2 separate regions of the Mus musculus genome follow, and region 1 is linked to region 2. Evidence: chromatin contacts called from public HiChIP or PLAC-seq data. All regions are on one chromosome and are shown on one strand. The core of a region is the stretch at or near the end of the contact, and the rest is flanking DNA. Distances in the headings are between cores, read along the strand shown.

The links. HiChIP or PLAC-seq counts read pairs in DNA pulled down with a chosen protein or histone mark.
Region 1: a contact with region 2 is called in a FOXA1 HiChIP or PLAC-seq map of pancreatic cancer cells. The contact joins two enhancer-like sites. A contact is called at or near these places in 1 of 15 datasets of contacts at CTCF or cohesin (the NIH/3T3 cell line) and 1 of 115 datasets of contacts at active chromatin or transcription factors (pancreatic cancer cells).

The regions. Positions count from the first base shown.
Region 1 is chr12:116,579,557-116,582,604 of GRCm38.p6, forward strand. It overlaps Ptprn2 (protein tyrosine phosphatase, receptor type, N polypeptide 2), which reads left to right. Exons shown (of 23, transcript NM_011215.2): 2 at 843-893. Among named protein-coding and RNA genes, the nearest start is that of Ptprn2, 95 kb to the left of the region's middle. Within about 2 kb of position 1,450, at least 51 of the 459 cell types and tissues checked have an H3K27ac peak or open chromatin away from gene starts, as enhancers often do. A contact at or near this core is called in pancreatic cancer cells, where this site is marked.
Region 2 is chr12:116,180,612-116,183,311 of GRCm38.p6, forward strand. No RefSeq gene overlaps it. Among named protein-coding and RNA genes, the nearest start is that of Gm23732, 8.6 kb to the left of the region's middle. Within about 2 kb of position 1,295, at least 63 of the 459 cell types and tissues checked have an H3K27ac peak or open chromatin away from gene starts, as enhancers often do. A contact at or near this core is called in pancreatic cancer cells, where this site is marked.

The sequences.
Region 1 (3,048 bases), core at 200-2,699, 400 kb after region 2:
GCACCCCTGGCTTTTGTGGGATCCTAACACCTCACTGGTACAGGTGTGAATATAGCATTGTGCCTCAGAGTAGGGAGGGCTCATCTGAGTAGAAAGACGTCTTTCATGTCCCCCTGATCTTGCCTGCTCTTCCCATCTTTTCCCTGTGTTCAGGGTGGCTACAGATTACATCCAGTTGCTCTGTGAGTACATTTGCTTTGGTCCCCTGTTTTATGGGAGGCTATCAGGCTCTGTTTCCACTGTGAGAGAGGCTAGCCACCTTGGTGGCTTTAGTGAAGTCTCCTCTGAATGCCTCCATTCTTTTGACACTCACCAAGCCTCTGTTTCTCTTTGCATGACCTTTCCTTCTTTGTCATTGTCCCCATGCAGAGGCACATAACCAGTCTCCATGGAGTCATGAGAAATCAGGATCTCAGAATCCTTCTTAGTGTGCACAGTTGGATTAGGTCCAGAGGTCTGGCCCATTTCTGGTATTGTGTATACTTCTGTCCATGATGCTGCTGTGAGCTCAGTCTCAAGCCCTGACTTCCCTGGGTGGGCAGTTTAGAAATGCTGTGAGGCTAGAGGGGGCATATCTGCATAGATAGATGGCCATGCCAAGGACATGGCCTCTCTCTGATGTGAACTTGAAGGCACAGGACATGCCACCAATCCTCCTGATAGACAGGTTGTCCAGATCATACAGAGGTCTGTTAGAATGGCTTCAGAATAATCCAGCACCATCACGAAGAAGCAGATCCAAGGAGTCTGTATGGGGGTGGGGAGGGTTTTTTTTTTTTCAAGCCTCCAAGGCCATTGGTTTCTCTGTCACTGACTTCTTTCTCTTCTGTCTTTTTATCTAGGATGCTTGTTTGAGGATGGCTTGTGTGGATCACTGGAGACCTGTGTGAACGGTGAGTACGGATTATGCTTGGGGCATTGCTGAAGTTTTGGATCTGTTTCTTCTGCTGTGGACTAGAGGGTGGCTTCCACACCTTTGATCTGAAGGACGCAGAGCTTTTTGTCTTTGGGTGCTAGGGATAGGGAGAGAGTTCTTACTCACAGATGTGTGTCTCAGTGCCTATCAGCCTCAGTCCCTGAGTGTAGGCCTGTTCTTCAGGAGGAAGGGGCATTGTTGGTGATGGACTCTGGTGGTAAGGAAGAAAGAATGAACCTGAGTCTAGTGTGCTGGCATTCCTCAGTGCTAGCTCTACTTGGCCCCCTGCCCCCAGCCTGTGCTTGATGCCTGCACATTTTCTGTTTTCATGGCTTCATGTTGATCTCACAGGAAGTCCTTCCTAGGGCTAGCTCCTGGAAATGTTGGATGAGTAGCTGTCAACAGGAAGGGGAGTGGCCAAAGACTTCTCAAATGAAGAAAATGACTTTGTGTGTGTTTAATGGGTGCCAAGTTCTGGGTAGTTTGCTGTTTGAACAAGGGGAGAGGTGGAGATAATGCTGGAAGGTCACAGTTATGTGTTTCAGAGTGAGACTGGGTGTGTAGTAGCCCTCTGGAACCCCAGGCAGGTTGACAAAGCACACACTCTTTCTTCTTAGCTTACTGCCTGCCCGTCTTTAGCTTGTACGTGGGGAAGGGGAGCCTCCTCCTGCAGCTGCTGCTAATTCTGAGCTGCCACAGATGCCCTCGTACTCTTAAGTGGCCCTGCATAGCCAAGGGTGCCCTACTTGCCCCAGGCCAAGCCCCTCCTTGAGTGCAAATGTCAAGCTTTGTCTGTCCGAAACACTAAACCAAGTGCTTTGGGGCCATGCCGAGGGCCAGCCCTGTGGCCTAGATCAGGAATCTCAGTTAGGGAGGACTGTATGTGTGTGTGTCTGAGCTGGCAGCAGGGGCCAGCAGGGAAGGGCAAGAGCTGGCCCTGGGAAGAAAGGAGAGCAGAATGCCAACCGTCTCCATCTCGGTTTTGTGCTTGCTTTCTGCAGGACGATTTCTGTGATGGGCCAGGCCAGGACCATGTGCCTTGGCTGGCAGGACCCTGACCCCCTGAGCTGGACTTTGTGCTGCTTTGGGGAGATAGCATTAAGTAGATTATCTTAAAAGTATCTTCTCAGCTAAATATGGTCAATTTATACTCACCAAGCTCTGATGATGAAGGACGCAGTGTGTGTGTGTGTGTGTGTGTGTTCAGTCTAACCAGAGACATAGCACTAATGACAGCAGACACAACTTTCCCTCTTCCCTCTGCAGAAAGAAAGTCTAAAAGTGAACCAGAATCATTCTTTGGTTTATTTTCTTCCCCCAACTCCAACTTGCCTTCCTAACCTTCAGTGAAAGATGCATTATTAAGATAATAGCCTTCTATTCTTTGGGAAAGAAAAGCAATTTAAATGTAAATATAGATATTCAGGTCTTGGTGTAAGGGAACAGACAGTATTTGACACCTTTTTTTCTAGTGCAGCTAGGTCTGGGAAATGGCAAGGCAGGCTGCCCAAGTGCTGCAGGCTGGGTGTTTGCTGTGGCTGACAGGAGTCCTAAGAAATATAACATCCTGTTGTTGCTGGCCTGGATTTACTGTTGTCATGGTGACTGTATAATTCATCCTGCTAGCTGGTGGAGCAGAGAGGTGTGGCCAGTCTCAGTGAAGATGGACAGGTGGCCATGGGGCAGGGTGTGGAATGGAGTCCAGGATGCCTGCATTCATATGTGGGGGGTCTCTTTAATTCATGACTCCTTTTCCTGAGATGAGGCAGGCATATATAGTCTTATTAGCTCATTAAAAAAAAGCATATAGCATTTTTAAATATAATAAAAAAATTAAAGTGCTTGGGTGGAATGAGATAATTTATAAAGAATATGAAAAGTTAAACATAGTCAGTTTAAAAAAGAAGTCATATTAAAAAGGAGAACGCAAAGGAAATGGAAAGGGCTAGGATCGCAGCTCAGCATCAGAGACCTGCTTTAGATGTACAAGGGCCTGGGTTTGATTTTTTTCAGTACTTCAAAAACAAACAAACAAACAAACAAACACACCCACGCAAGTACCACAGCAACAAAACAAACATTAGCAGGAATCTGGGGAGCTGGAGGGGGATGTGAAATGGCTCTGTACTGTG
Region 2 (2,700 bases), core at 45-2,544:
AGAGAGGGAGTAAAGGAATGGGGAGAGAAGGGCAGCAAGGGGGCAAGAGGCAAGGGAGAAAAGCAGGAGTAATACACAGAGAGAGGAAGGGACAAGCAGTCCCTTTTATAGTGGGCCATGTCTATCTGGCTGTTGCCATGTAATTGAATACCAACATGTACAGAAAGGCTGGGTTCCAGTGCCCTGTATGCTCTGATGACCATCAGCCCAAAAATTCTGCACACTTATTAATACTGCTGAAGAGGACATGGGTTTATTGTATACAGCTGAAGGAAGAGGAGATGAGTTGGCTAACCTTGGAAGGAGGCCTCTGTAGGAAAGCAGTTTCAACTTGCTGTCATCCTGGAGGAAGAAGCTGTGGTTGTTCATTTCTGCCTACACTAGTTTTAGCCAAAAGTCAATCACTTCTAAAATTCATACTTGGAATGGAAGGCGTCACCATCTCCATGGGTCTGAGACATTGGGGTCCTTAACACAGCCGTGTACATGTCAATAATAAACATTCACTCTGAATGTCTTCCCTGCCCAACATATTTTCTTTGATAAAAGGTAAGTAAGCATATATCTCTCTCTATACCACTGGGCAAGGTAAAGCATGGGTCAGAATGTAGAGCTAGCTCAACTTATGGCTAAGCCTTGGAAATAGGGACTCTTTAGTTCTTCAACATGAAAATGTCTTTATAAAAGATGGCTAGCTCATAGAAAGAGTTCCTACTTACATCCTACTTATAAGAAGTAAAATACTACAACTAATGAAGCAAGGCAGACCAGGAAAGAATAAAACCCTCAAACCACATCAAATGTGGAGTTGAAACTAATGTCAGGGGACTGGGGTCTGAGGGAGTGGATATCAGAGACTCTGAATAACTTGCTTGTCATCATGTATATACAAGGCATCTGTGTATACAAAGTCACAGAGCTCAGCCATGAGTCAGCTCAGCTACCACGAGGTGTGTGGAATTATAGTTCCACTGCTGGTCACTAAGCAACAGCTTAGTCACACTACTGAACATGTTGCAGTGGCCTGAGGGTCATTGGCTGTCTAGAGCCCTATTTCCAATTTTCTGCTCACAAGGTGCCAATCATTCTGTACCCAAATAATAAACTGCCAGGGTTGTCTTGAGAAATGCTTGGCGCCTTGAGGAAAATGTTCTGTGAACACTGGAAATCTTGTGTCCCTGCCACCAGGCTCTCAGGCTCCTGCCCAGGTTTGACCACAACTTGCACTGCTTGCCTCTATGCCCAGTTTGTTATGTGAGTGCTTGAGTGGCAAGGGCTTTCCCGACTGAGTCATCAATCCATCCCCATGTTAGTTCTTACAAATGAGAGTGTCCTTAGCTATTCCAGCCTGTAGGTGATCCTCTGTGAAGGTTGCACTGACAGAAATCAATCCTATGATAGAGTACAATTGTTTTCTTATATTTGCTCCCGGCTCCCTGCTCAGTGATAATTACACTTATTCACCTTATATAGACTTACATATGTGGTTCAAAATGCATATGTGATGTGTATAAGTATAGAAGAAACTGAATCTTAATTTATCTATGTGCTTCATTTATGGGCACCTGATAGACAAGTTTTCCTTCACTTGTATCTAAACCCAGGACTTTGATTTTTAGTCTCTTGGTTCTTTCTATCTAGTGTCCAATGGAAGGTGAACAGCCAGTCTAATTTTCCTTCTTCAGAGACAAAACTCACTTTCTAATGGAATCTGAAAGGAACCCAAGAGTCAAGTGAGATTACCCATTCTGGCTTTTTTACCCATCTTACTCCAAATTCATTGTTCTAAGAGGATGGCTTAAGGGCATTGAAGGGTTAAGGGCTAAGTAAGACACAGTGGAAGTCTGACCTCAGCCCTGGCCTCCCTTAGCAGCTCTAGCTGAGTCTCTAACCTCCTTGGGATGTTTTCCTCTATGTCTAGGTCCTTCAGAATTGTCAGGTAGTTTAAATGCAATTTACCCATATAAAACATTGGCACTGTTCCCAGAATGGCTGAGAACTAGATAATAGTAAGCTTTACTCTATGTGTTCTGAAGGACACTTTCAGTCTGTGGTTAGATAATGTATTAGAGAGAGAGAGAGAGAGGAAGGAAGGAAGGAAGGGAGGAAGGAAGGAAGGAAGGAAGGAAGGAAGGAAGGAAGTAGGGAGGGAGAGAGGGAGGGAGGGAGGGGAGGAAGGGAGAGAGGGGAGGGAGGGAGGGAGGGGAAGGGAGGGGAGGAGGAAGGAGGAGATGGAGGGGGAGGAGGAGGTGGAGAGAGAGAGAGAGATAGAAAGAGAGAGAGAGAAGACAGACAGACAGACAGACAGACAGACAGACAGACAGAAAGAAAGAAAGAAAGAAAGAAAGAAAGAAAGAAAGAAAGAAAGAAAGAAAGAAAGAAAGAAAACAAATCCGCAAGTACATTTGTCCCTGGTCATGAACAAGAAATCTACATACTAGTGAAAAAAGGACCCAGGCTTGCTGTTTCTGAGAAAACAACAAACATTAGCCCAGAATTAGGGCAATGTCTTTAAAAGGCTGCTCTTCAGGAGCTTTCTTGGTAGTTTTCTCCTGGGAGGGAGCAGAGTGCCCAGCTCCAGCATGAGGGGGCAGGGTGGGAATAGATCATGCCATTTCTTTCCCTATGTTCCTCTGCCCCTTCAGGGCTCTATGGTTTTCTATGAATTGCAGCTCACTAGTTACTGGTTTTGATTTCCTG